Regions from separate parts of the Macaca mulatta genome. Here region 2 is linked to region 1. The links are chromatin contacts, called in public Hi-C maps. All regions are on one chromosome and are shown on one strand. Each heading gives the region's core, a stretch centred on a gene start, on an enhancer-like site or on the middle of the called end of the contact. The rest is flanking DNA. Distances are from core to core; before and after follow the strand shown.

The links. Hi-C and Micro-C count contacts between places; a contact is called where the count stands out from the background.
Region 2: a contact with region 1 is called in a Hi-C map of liver, with 5 times the contacts expected there. The contact joins the promoter of SNAPC5 here to the promoter of DIS3L in region 1. A contact is called at or near these places in 5 of 14 Hi-C or Micro-C datasets (CD4 T cells, blood, cortical neurons and 2 more).

Annotation. Positions count from the first base shown.
Region 1 is chr7:43,766,342-43,771,839 of T2T-MMU8v2.0, forward strand. It overlaps DIS3L (DIS3 like exosome 3'-5' exoribonuclease), which reads left to right and starts at 2,952. Exons shown (of 17, transcript NM_001194471.3): 1 at 2,952-3,143; 2 at 4,385-4,538. The coding sequence starts at 3,005.
Region 2 is chr7:43,979,504-43,984,782 of T2T-MMU8v2.0, forward strand. SNAPC5 (small nuclear RNA activating complex polypeptide 5) reads right to left here and starts at 3,113. Exons shown (of 3, transcript NM_001261252.1): 1 at 2,994-3,113; 2 at 684-773. The coding sequence starts at 3,083. It overlaps RPL4 (ribosomal protein L4), which reads right to left. Exons shown (of 10, transcript NM_001266200.1): 10 at 4,625-4,957. The coding sequence ends at 4,712.

The sequences.
Region 1 (5,498 bases), core at 1,702-4,201:
CTCATTTAGGGATAAGAGATTTGAGCTAGGTCACTCAGGTAGTCATCGATGCTGTTCACCAAAGGGCTTCAGTGCTCTGCCTTCAGGCCATGAGGCAGCACACACTTCCTGCCCCACCCACCCCTATTGTGTGGTCAACAGGCAGAAGTGAAATGCGTCACTTCTGGACTGAGCTTTTAACTGCTGGGATGAGACTCTCTCGTGGACTTTTTTCCTTTGCCAATGACCACAGTCCGTGTTCCAGAGAGGGCCTGCTCCATCAGCCTGAGTCCTGGAAAAGGGCACAGAGCATAGGCTCTTGGTGCCCAGGCAACATCTTGTTATTTTAAGTCACTGAGATTTTTTATTTTTTATTTTTTTGAAATGGACCTTTGCTCTTGTTACCCAGGCTGGAGTGCAATGTCACGATTTTGGCTCGCTGCAACCACCACCTCCCAGGTTCAAGCGATTCTCCTGCCTCAGCCTCCCGAGTGGCTGGGATTACAGGTATGCGCCACCACGCCCGGCTAATTTTTGTATTTTTAGTAGAACAAGGTTTCTCCATGTTGGTCAGGCTGGTGTCGTACTCCTGACCTCAGGTGATCCACCCTCCTAGGCCTCCCAAAGTGCTGGGATTACAGGCGTGAGCCACCGCACCTGGCCACGTCACTGAGATTTTTAAAGTTGTATATTACCACAGCATAAACTGGCTTATTATTACAGGTATAGACACCTTTTTCAGGCAAGAGGCATCAGATAGCCTGTGAGGCAAACCAACCAACCAACCAACCAACAAAAAGGCTCTCTTGTCCATTTTAGCTCATTAGTTCCAAGAATTAAGGAATCATGATTTTTAAAACATAATTTATACATTATTGCCAAAATGCAAGCAAAGGAAGCGCTTAATGGACCTCGAATTATTTAAAATACTAATAAAGCCAACTTTCAATAGAACCTCAGACATACTCTCTTCCTTAAAAGATCATTTGTCCCAATTTGAAGAAAGTTTAAAGCTACCAAGTGCTAAAGAGCGATCTTATGGGCATATTAGTATCTAATCAACACCCTCCCATAACCTGGTGTAATCAGAAATAAAAGAAAAATGAACATGGGGGAGCTTTGGAGGGAACTGTGGGCAGCTGCCTGGAACATACTTATGTAGGGACAAATCTGGCAACTTGACTGTCCTCTGGGCTCTCTAGAACTGGCCTCCTGAGTTAGGGACAGCCTCCTGCACTGATGGTTGCCTTACAGGCCAGCTCTGTGCTGTTTTTGTAATTCGTGCAATTCCACCTCAGATCTCATTCACATCAGCTCACACTGCAGGATAACTTGACGTGGAAGTACAATGGGTGGGAGATGGTGGCTCTCTTTAATGCATTCCCCTAGAGTGACAAGAGCCATCCAACAAAGCATCCTCAGTTCTGCCTGCTTCAGCATCACAGGAAATCTGATGTTTCCAGCCAGCTGGTTGAGCTGCCTTAACTAGAGCTCACCAAGCAGACTATAAAGTCCCTAAATGCAGGACCTGTATTTTACTCATCTGTGAATAGCACGGTAATTACTTACAAGCCTGCTTTGAATTCAGTCAGATTCTGGCTTGAATATTGATCCCACCACTTAATAACTGGGTAACCTTGGCCACTTAACTTCCCTAACCCTGCTTTATAGTTTATAAGATAGGAATGATAATTCCCCATTCCTTTGACTTGTGGAAATTAAATGGGACACGTATACAAAGCTGCTAGTGCAGCTCAAAAGTCTTAGTTGAGTGCTTGGAAGAACAGTGGATTCTATCCAAACAAGGGTATGTGATCTCAGAAGAGACCGTGTGTATCTCTTTATCAAGACGTACAGGCTGGGCGTAGTGGCTCACGCCTGTAATCCCAGCACTTTGGGAGGCTGAGGTAGGAGGATCACTTGAGCCCAGGAGTTTGAGACCAGCCTGGGTAACATAGTGAGACACTCCCATTTCTACCAAAAAAAAAAAAAAAAAGAAGAAAAGAAAAGAAAAAAAAAAGCTAGGCGTGGTGAAGATCGCTTGTGCCCAGGAGTTCGGGGACTGCAGTGAGCCGAGCCGTGATCATATATTACACTCCAGCCTGAGTGACAGAGCAAGACCCTGTCCAAAAAAAAAAAAAAAAAAAAAGCTATTAATACAAACATGTATACGTTTGTGATTGTGTCACAGTGGCAGTTTAAAGGAGAAATCCTTTGCCAGAGGTTGCAAAAGCTATAAAAGTTAGAGTGGAACAGTGCTTCAAGGGAAGAGATTGGTTTTCATTTTATCTGCATTGTTTGAATATATAAGTACATGATAACTTCAATAGGGATACCAAAACAAATAAATAAATTTTAAAAAGAACATGAAAGGCCAGGCGCAGCAGCTCACACCTATAATCCCAACACTTTGGGAGGCCGAAGCAGGTGGATCGCTTGAGACCAGCCTGGCCAACAGAGCAAGACCCGCCCCCCTCACCCCCCTATAGAGATAGACAAAAAAAGAAAAAAACTTTTTAAAAAGTACATGTAATTTAAAATGAATACAACTTTTTAGAAATGTTGGGCTGGCAGGGTTGCCGGCTTATTTGGTGAGTCTTTCACCTCGTTTGGAGATAGCGAGAGCAACGAAGAGAAAACATTAATTACCAGGTATTGGTATTAATACGGCGGCTCCATTCCCACATGGACCTGGGGGGACAAAAACTCCTAATCTTGGACAGCTGCGCCCAGCCCTTCTTCACCTGCGGTCCAGGTATCATCCTAGTCTTCCCTCCGTCTCTGGGGTGGGTCGTTTCCAACCCTCCGCCCTGGTCCAGGCCACTGAGGGAAGGGAACAAAACTAAGGCCGGGAGGGCCGGGCCCCAGCCTGGAGTGTGTGGCTCCGGGCCTCCCCCGGGTGCGGCAGTTACGGCGGTTCCGGAGCCGCGGCGCCCAGGGCCGAGGGGCGGGCCCGAAGCCGCGGCCTCGCCTCCGCCGCGCCGGCCGCTCCCGCCGCTCCGCGGCCTCCCGGAGACACGCCGCCATGCTGCAGAAGCGGGAGAAGGTGCTGCTGCTGAGGACCTTCCAGGGCCGCACGCTGCGGATCGTGCGCGAGCACTACCTGCGGCCCTGCGTGCCCTGCCACAGCCCGCTCTGCCCGCAGCCAGCCACCTGCAGCCACGGTCAGGGCCGGGGCGGGGACGGGGCCGGCGGGAGCGGGCGGGACTGGGCGGCTGCGGTGACGGGGTGAGCGCGGCCCAGAGGCGGAGCGCCAGCGGCGGGGACACCGAGGCGTAGGCCCCGCGGCCTGCGCCCGCCCGCCGGCCTCACACCCAGCCCTCTGCCGGTCGGGACCCAGCGGCCCAAGTCCGCGGCTTCCGGGGTGCCCCGCCCGGGACTCCCCGACTGCTCCGCTCTGTCCAGTGGGAGAGCCCGAGAGACCCGCACCCCATCCCGGAGACCGGGTGGCTTGGCTCCTCAGAGGGGCCCAAGGGCGCGGAAGCCGAGCGTTCCTCCCGCCGCAACCTCGCGCGGCGGAGAAATGGGGAGGTCCCGAGCCGGGAGCCCCCGGGAGCTGCGGGCCAGCTGCTGCCGCTGCGAAGCTGACATCATCTGCTTTGCAGCCACAGGTTTCCTGACCTACCCGCACTGGTGCCCCAGACTTTCCCGCCCGTGGAGAGCCTCTTCACCGTAGTTTTGTGAACTATCTGGGCCCGCACTGGAGAGGAAAGTCACGGGGAGGTTGGACTGGGGACTCCTGGGCCCCTGTCCTTGGTTTCTAGGCTGCAAGGGTGGCCGATAGAACGATGCGCGCGTTACTGGCTCTCTTCCCCCATGGGAGGATGAGCATGGGATGGGGGTCCTTGTCAGCGAATGTTTGGAATCCTCCAGACATTGTGATTAAGATGAACATTTCAGTTAGAGCTTGGCTAACCGGCTCTCAGATACGGGCCTGGTGGAAACCCCACCTCTGCCCGTTGCTTGCACGGATCATTTTCTCCATTCAATCTTTCTGGCTCTTGGAGGCTGCTGAGCACGTGCAGAAGCTTGACACAGAGCCAACTTGAAATTGCTGGGCATCATACACAAGTGGTATAAATGTGGGGGTGCTTCATTTGAATGTGTTTGTCAATGATGAGGTAACACTGAAATATTCAGGTTATGCTGAAAATGTGCTTGTTCGTTGTTAAATCAGTCATCCTCTCCGGCACCTCTGGCAACACCATAAACCACGTTGAGCTTGTATTTATTACAGCTTCAAAAAAAATTAGGGTGCTCAATATACCTGAACTTTGGGTCTTTTAAAAACTCCCACCGTGGAGTTAAGACTGGAAGTTATTTTGTATGCCAGAGCACCGTGACATTTAAATAAACCAGGTTTGAAAACATTGTCTAATCTCTTACATTTTGAATTATGTTCCAGATGGGAAACTCTTGTCTAGTGATGTGACTCATTACGTGATCCCAGACTGGAAAGTTGTTCAAGATTATCTTGAGATCCTTGAGTTTCCTGAATTGAAAGGAATTATTTTCATGCAAACAGCTTGTCAAGCAGTGCAGCATCAAAGAGGCCGGAGGTATACGTTTTGCATTCTTTATTTCTATATGGCATAGGTTCCCCCCCACCTTAGAAAAGCTCCCTTGTTGGAGGAGGATGGGAGGAATTCATTATTTTGTCAGAAAGGACTTTTTAAACTAATTTTGTATTCTCTTTGATAGTGAGGAATGCAGTAACATTATTTTATATTTCTGCTGCAACACCTGGCCAAGAGATCTGACTGTAGATCAATAAACTGCAGTGTCCCCAGTATGTGGGTATTTAAGATTCTAGTGTGAATTGGCTTTTGGCTTGCATTTTTATAGTGGTAGGGTTACTGCTTATTTCTTGTTGATAATGTGTATTATTTAATCTTATTTATAGATACATTGTTTCAGAAGCATACATTCTTTTCTTGGGGAAAAGAGTACTTTATTTTTAAATTTTAGACTCCTTTATTGGAGATGCAAATTGTAATGATTTATTCAGTAAAACCAGAAATAGCTTGTTTTATTTTTAGATTACTAGTGTAACTACCAGCCATAGTCATTGTATTTGCTAAACAAAGCATTTCCAATTGAACCAGTCTAAAATTCTTGCCTTGTACTTAAATGAAGAATAGTTGTCTACTTTTTAAACAAATACCTTAAAAAACGATTTCGCTTCCTTTAATGTTGAGAAAGGTTTATGACTTGAACTTAAGACTGTATGGAAATAGCATATTAGAATTATATGTCCAACCTCTTAACACTCTAAGTTATTTAATAAGCACAAACTATGCATTTATTCTTTTTTAAAATGTTGTGGTTTCTTCAGGCCTTGGTAATAAAAGATGAAGTGTTTTTATTTGTATATGAAAATGACAAATTGTCCTCTTATTATACACTCAGTTCAAAAAATGTACATTAACCAGATTGTGTGCAGGTTTTTTTCAGACAGAATATTTTTAAATGAGCTTCAAGTTGATTTTGTTCAGACACCAAGATATAGATGTTTATAC
Region 2 (5,279 bases), core at 1,863-4,362, 210 kb after region 1:
ATCCCCAGTACTTATGACTAAGAGGTATGGCCACTTTCCTTTTATACCCCCACCTCCATTACCAAAATGGGGCAAAGGTAAATGCCCCTGATTCACTAGAATGTTACCTCATTTACAAACATTATTACAGAAAGCTCCATAAGATTTGTGCCAACTTACATGTGCTGCTGTATCATGGTTTTAAATGTCTTAACACACAAAATCTGGGAGAACTCAAATATTGTGTACTTAGAAATAAGATTTTGCTGACTGACTTGAGGGCATTTGGTAAGAGATGAGTATGATGAGGACTGGAACTCATCTTTTAGCACTGTGCTTTGTACTTGAAGCCACACTCTTGATTCCCAAGGTTACTTATTCACAAAAAAGCAAGAGTTTTGACATATCCCTACAAAAATCACTCTCCCCCGGGTTCATCTGAGTAACTAGACAGAATGGATGACGAGGAAGATAGAGGTAAAACATTAGTAACTACTTAATAAATTAATTAGTGTGGTAACCAGCTGGTAGGAAGGTGGGTAATGTAGAGTTGCCACCTTATTAAACCAGAAAATTCTTATCAGCACTTTCCAGAGCCCTTTGGGCTAGGTAATGTGATTTACAACAGTTCTTCACCACCCAAGCAGCATAGGAGCAGAGCAGACTTTGCATTCTCTCCTAGGCCTGCACTTGATTAAGCTTACATCATGTGACTGTTCAGGTACAGTGTGAGAAGACAGCATCTCATCCCCTCTTCTAGAACTGATCATTGATTGGAGGGCCAATTCTTCAACCTAGAAAAGAAGAGTTGGGGACACTTTTCCTTACTATTTCACTGGATGTGGTTAAACTGCTGGGCACACCATGAAAGGTTTGCATCAAGAGAGGGAATGAAAACTATCTCTGTTGCTCTAGAGGGAAAGTTGGAGGCTCTTAGGTTTTCTCTCTTTTAAGGAGATGAGTAAAGAAAGACTCCAGCCCTTTTCCCCTGGGCTGAACAGGTGCTCTGGCTGAGTCATGGCTTCCACTTCCCCAGACCTAGCAACTCAAAGTACAAGTGTGTCATTAAAACAGCCAAGTGTCATCTGATTCCTCAGAGATTCCCTGGACCTGAGGCTGTCAACTCAGTAATGAGAAGGTGAAGGAAAGAATAGAAAACAGAGGTGTCATCTGAAGCATAAGGAAATCTGGGCTTTGGAGGTGGTCATCAATATACTCATTAGGTACTGGGTACTGTGGGAATACAGGGACACAAATAAGTGGAGGGCATTATGACTTCCCTAAGGAGGCCAGGTGCAGTGGCTCATGCCTGTAATCCCAGCACTTTGGGAGGCCGAGGCGGGCGGATCATGAGGTCAGGAGATCGAGAACATCCCGGCTAACACTGTGAAACCCCGTCTCTACTAAAAATACAACTTCCCCAAGGAAAAATGCTTATGATTTTGATATGTCATAGGTGTACTTTTCATTTTACAAAGGGCTTTGGTAATCCTCACCTCATATGGACTTAAAGTTTCTGAAAAAGGGCCAAGCCCAGTGGCTCATACCTGTAATCCCAGCACTTAGGGAGCTGGAGGTGGGTAATCACCTGAGGTCAGGAGTTCGAGTACACCCTGGCCAACATGGTGAAACCCAGTCTCTACTAAACACAAAAAATTAGCCCGGCGTGGTGGCACATGCCTGTAATCCCAGCTACTTGGGAGGCTGAGGCAGAATCCCTTGAACCCAGGAGGTGGAGGTTGCAGTGAGCCAAGATCGGGCCATTGCACTCTAGCCTGAGCAACAACAGTGAAACTCTGTCTCAAAAAAAAAAAAAAAAAAAAAAAAAAAGACTCTGAAAAGGATGCTGAGCAGGGATTAGCATAATAACCTCCCCAGGACTTTTTTTTTTTTTTTTTTTTTTTTAAAAGGCAGAGTCTCCCCGTATAGCGCATGCTGGAGTGCAGTGGCACAATCTGGACTCTGCAGCTTTACCTCCTGGGCTCTGGCTATCCTCCCACCTCAGTTTCCCAAGTAGCTGGACTACAGGCACGCACCATCACGCTCAGCTAATTTTAATTTTTTTTTTGGAAGGCCGGCCGTGGTGGCTCAAGTCTGTAATCTCAGCACTTTGGAAGGCCGACGTGGCTAATGGCTTGAGCTCAGGAGCTCGAAACCAGCCTGAGCAACATGGCGAAACCCCGTCTCTACTAAAAATACAAAAATTAGCCGGGCATGGTGGTGGCAAGCCTGTAATCCCAGTTACTTGGGAAGGTGAAGCACGAGACTCGCTTGAACCCAGAAGGCAGAGGTTGCAGTGAGCCGAGATCGTGTCACTGCATTCCAGCCTGGGCGACAGAGTGAGGCCCTGTCTCAATTTTTTGTAGAGACGAGGTCTCACTATATACCCCGGGCTGAGGGGCTGCATTAAGCACAGGTGTGGGAAGTGGCCCACGTGGGCCTAAATCCCGACTCCTCAAGGCCATGGCGTCTGGAAGCTCCAAACGTTAGGACAAGTCTCTTCTCCCAGGGCCTCAGTGTCTTCCTTGGTAGCATGGGAGGATCTGGGAGTTCCTTCTGGCTTGGCAAAACTAGAGCCATTTCAAGCGCCAAGGCAAACTAGAAAACAGCAGCTCAGGAGGAAGGGGTCGGTGGCCAGAGGGGTCTAGGCGAGGTTTCGGGAGGGAGCACTTCCTCAGACTGCTGTCTGAGGGCCATTAACATTTACAGGAAGCAGCAGGTAGGACTGCACTTGCCAAACACACATCCCCCCTGGGCCTCACCCTAGACTTGCGAGGTCAAATTTCTGAGAGGTGGGGCCTAAGAAGCGCACAGCAAACTCCCCAGGTGATTCAGATACCTGTTTGTTTGTAAACCTGTAAATTGGCGCCACCACAGATAGTGAGTAGGGGAGAACTGACCGCAGCAGGTGGTCACCGCAGAGGCCGAGGTTGGGGGGTCTGCACCGCAGAGGCCCAGGTTGGGGGGTCGCTCGGGAGGAATGGAGGAGGAGCGGGAGAGGGCCGCGGGGTCACCTTGAGGCGGTTCAGCTGGTCGTGCAGGGCTGCCTTCAACCGCAGCAGCGTCTCCTCCTCCTTGCGCAGTTCCTGAAGCCGGCTCAGCATGTTTCCTGGTCACATAGGCGACCTCCGCGATGCCGTCGGCCCGGCGCTCGGTGATGACGCCATCGCCGACTCCCGGAAACCGAGCGGGTAGACGGGGCTGCCCGCCACAATGGGGAAAGGCGAGGGATGCGCCCCCTTCCGGCGCCCGCCGTAACCTGGCCACTCCGCGGGCGACGAGCTGCAGGAAGGGTGCGTGTGTCAAAACACCTTGATTCATGAGTAATGATCAGGATTTCGAAATTAGATCCATGGAGCGGCAAAGAACCTTAAGAAATCTTGGGTTTGGCCATCCTTTAATCCGATAGGCCATTTCCACACGAAGTGGTCAAACACCGTTTCAAATAACTGGGTGAACAGCACTTCCAATGTGGTGTTCCAGCAAGTGGCTATTTTTAACCCCACAAAACCTGCACATGTATTTGAAGGCAGGCACCAAATCAGTAGCACATGAACTCTACTGTGTTAAGAGGGTCTGCAGGGTAGGACTCACAGTGGACTTTAAAGGGGTAAGGCTGCACAAAATAGAGAACTAAAGAGCATGAAAATAAAGCCGTGCTAAGAAATGATGTGCTTAAGAACTGAGATTTGGCCCTGGAAATGGGGAAGGTAACAGATCACCGTGGCTATGAACTTTGAGAATGTCTTGACAGTTTGAGACTGTCACAGGGAAGCTGAGTTTAACAATCCAGATGCAAAACAAGACTTTGACACAGGACAAGAGGTTAATTCTAGGGTATTATTTGCAGTTTAGCTTTATGAGTTAAAAAAAAAAAGGGGGCCCCTTGTATCTGGAGGCATTTCATGGGTATTTCTTTTGGACACACTTGGTTAACATAATCACCAAGACACACATAAGTCCTGAAAAATGCTTCTGGTACTTTTGGGGCAGTCTCCGTCTGACACCCAGGCTGGAGGACAATGGTATAATCTTGGTTCATTGCAACTTCCACCTCCCAGGTACAAGTGATTCTCCTGCCTCAGCTTCCCCAGTAGCTGGGGTTACAGACGTGTACCATGACCAGCTATTTTTTTTTATTTTCAGTAGAGATGGAATTTCATCATGTTGGCCAGGCTGGTCTTGAACTCATGGCCTCAAGTGCTTTGCCCACCTTAGGTCTCAGTGTTGGGATTACAGGTGTGGCCTTCTGGCACTTTTTCAAACCATGGGTGAAAATATTCAACTCTATTGTCATAGCTGGTTAAAAAGAACACTTTTCAAAAGGTAATCAATTTTACTGCAGTACCAAAAAAAATTGTGTTCTCCAATTGTGCCCTCTTGTGGTTAAAGTGTTAAATATTTACAGAATTTAACCTATTTTCCACCTGGTGGGGAGCTAAACTTGAACAGCCTCTGCGTTTCTCACCAAGTCCTGTTACACTTACTTTTAAGCCACATTATTTAAAAAATCATAATTTTTTAATCATTCCCCTTCCATTGAACTCCATGGACTCAGTATAAAATGGAACAGTCTAAATTATGGCCAAAATGTCACTTTAAAAAAATTATAACCAAGCTTTACAGAACACACCAACAAGCCATGTTTCTCACTGCCTGTATGATCAGGTATTTATTCAAGAGAAGCTGTCCAAAATAATGTGACCCTTATGGAATAATCAAATTTAAGAGTTCATGCAGCAGGCTTCTTTTCCTCTGTAGTAGGTTTCTTTTCTGCAGACTTCTTTTCAGAGGCCGGTTTCTTGGTAGCTGCTGCCTTTTTTCCCACCAGAGGCTTCTTCTGCTTCTTAACACCAACAGCAGCCTTCTTTCCTTTCTTACCTACCACAGGCTTCTTGCCTGCAACCGCCGCCTTCTCATCTGATTTGGCTTCTAGTGCTGCTGCTGCAGCAGCTGCCTTATCCACCCGGAGCTTGTGCTGCAACAAATTAGGCAGAAAACAGTAAGAATCAAATTATTCTAAGAACTTAATGTATCAGTAGAAAAAAAAAAAACCCAGCCAGGCGCGGTGGCTCACGCCTGTAATCCCAGCACTTTGGGAGGCTGAGGCGGGTGAATCACCTGAGGTCAGGAGTTTGAGACCAGCCCCACCAATATGGTGAAACCCCGTCTCTACTGAAAATGAAAAATTTAGCTGGAATGGTGGCGTTCGCCTGTAGTGCCAGCTACTCGGAAGGCGGAGACGGGAGAATTGCTTGAACCTGGGAGGTGGAGGCTGCAGTGAGCCAAGATTGCACCAC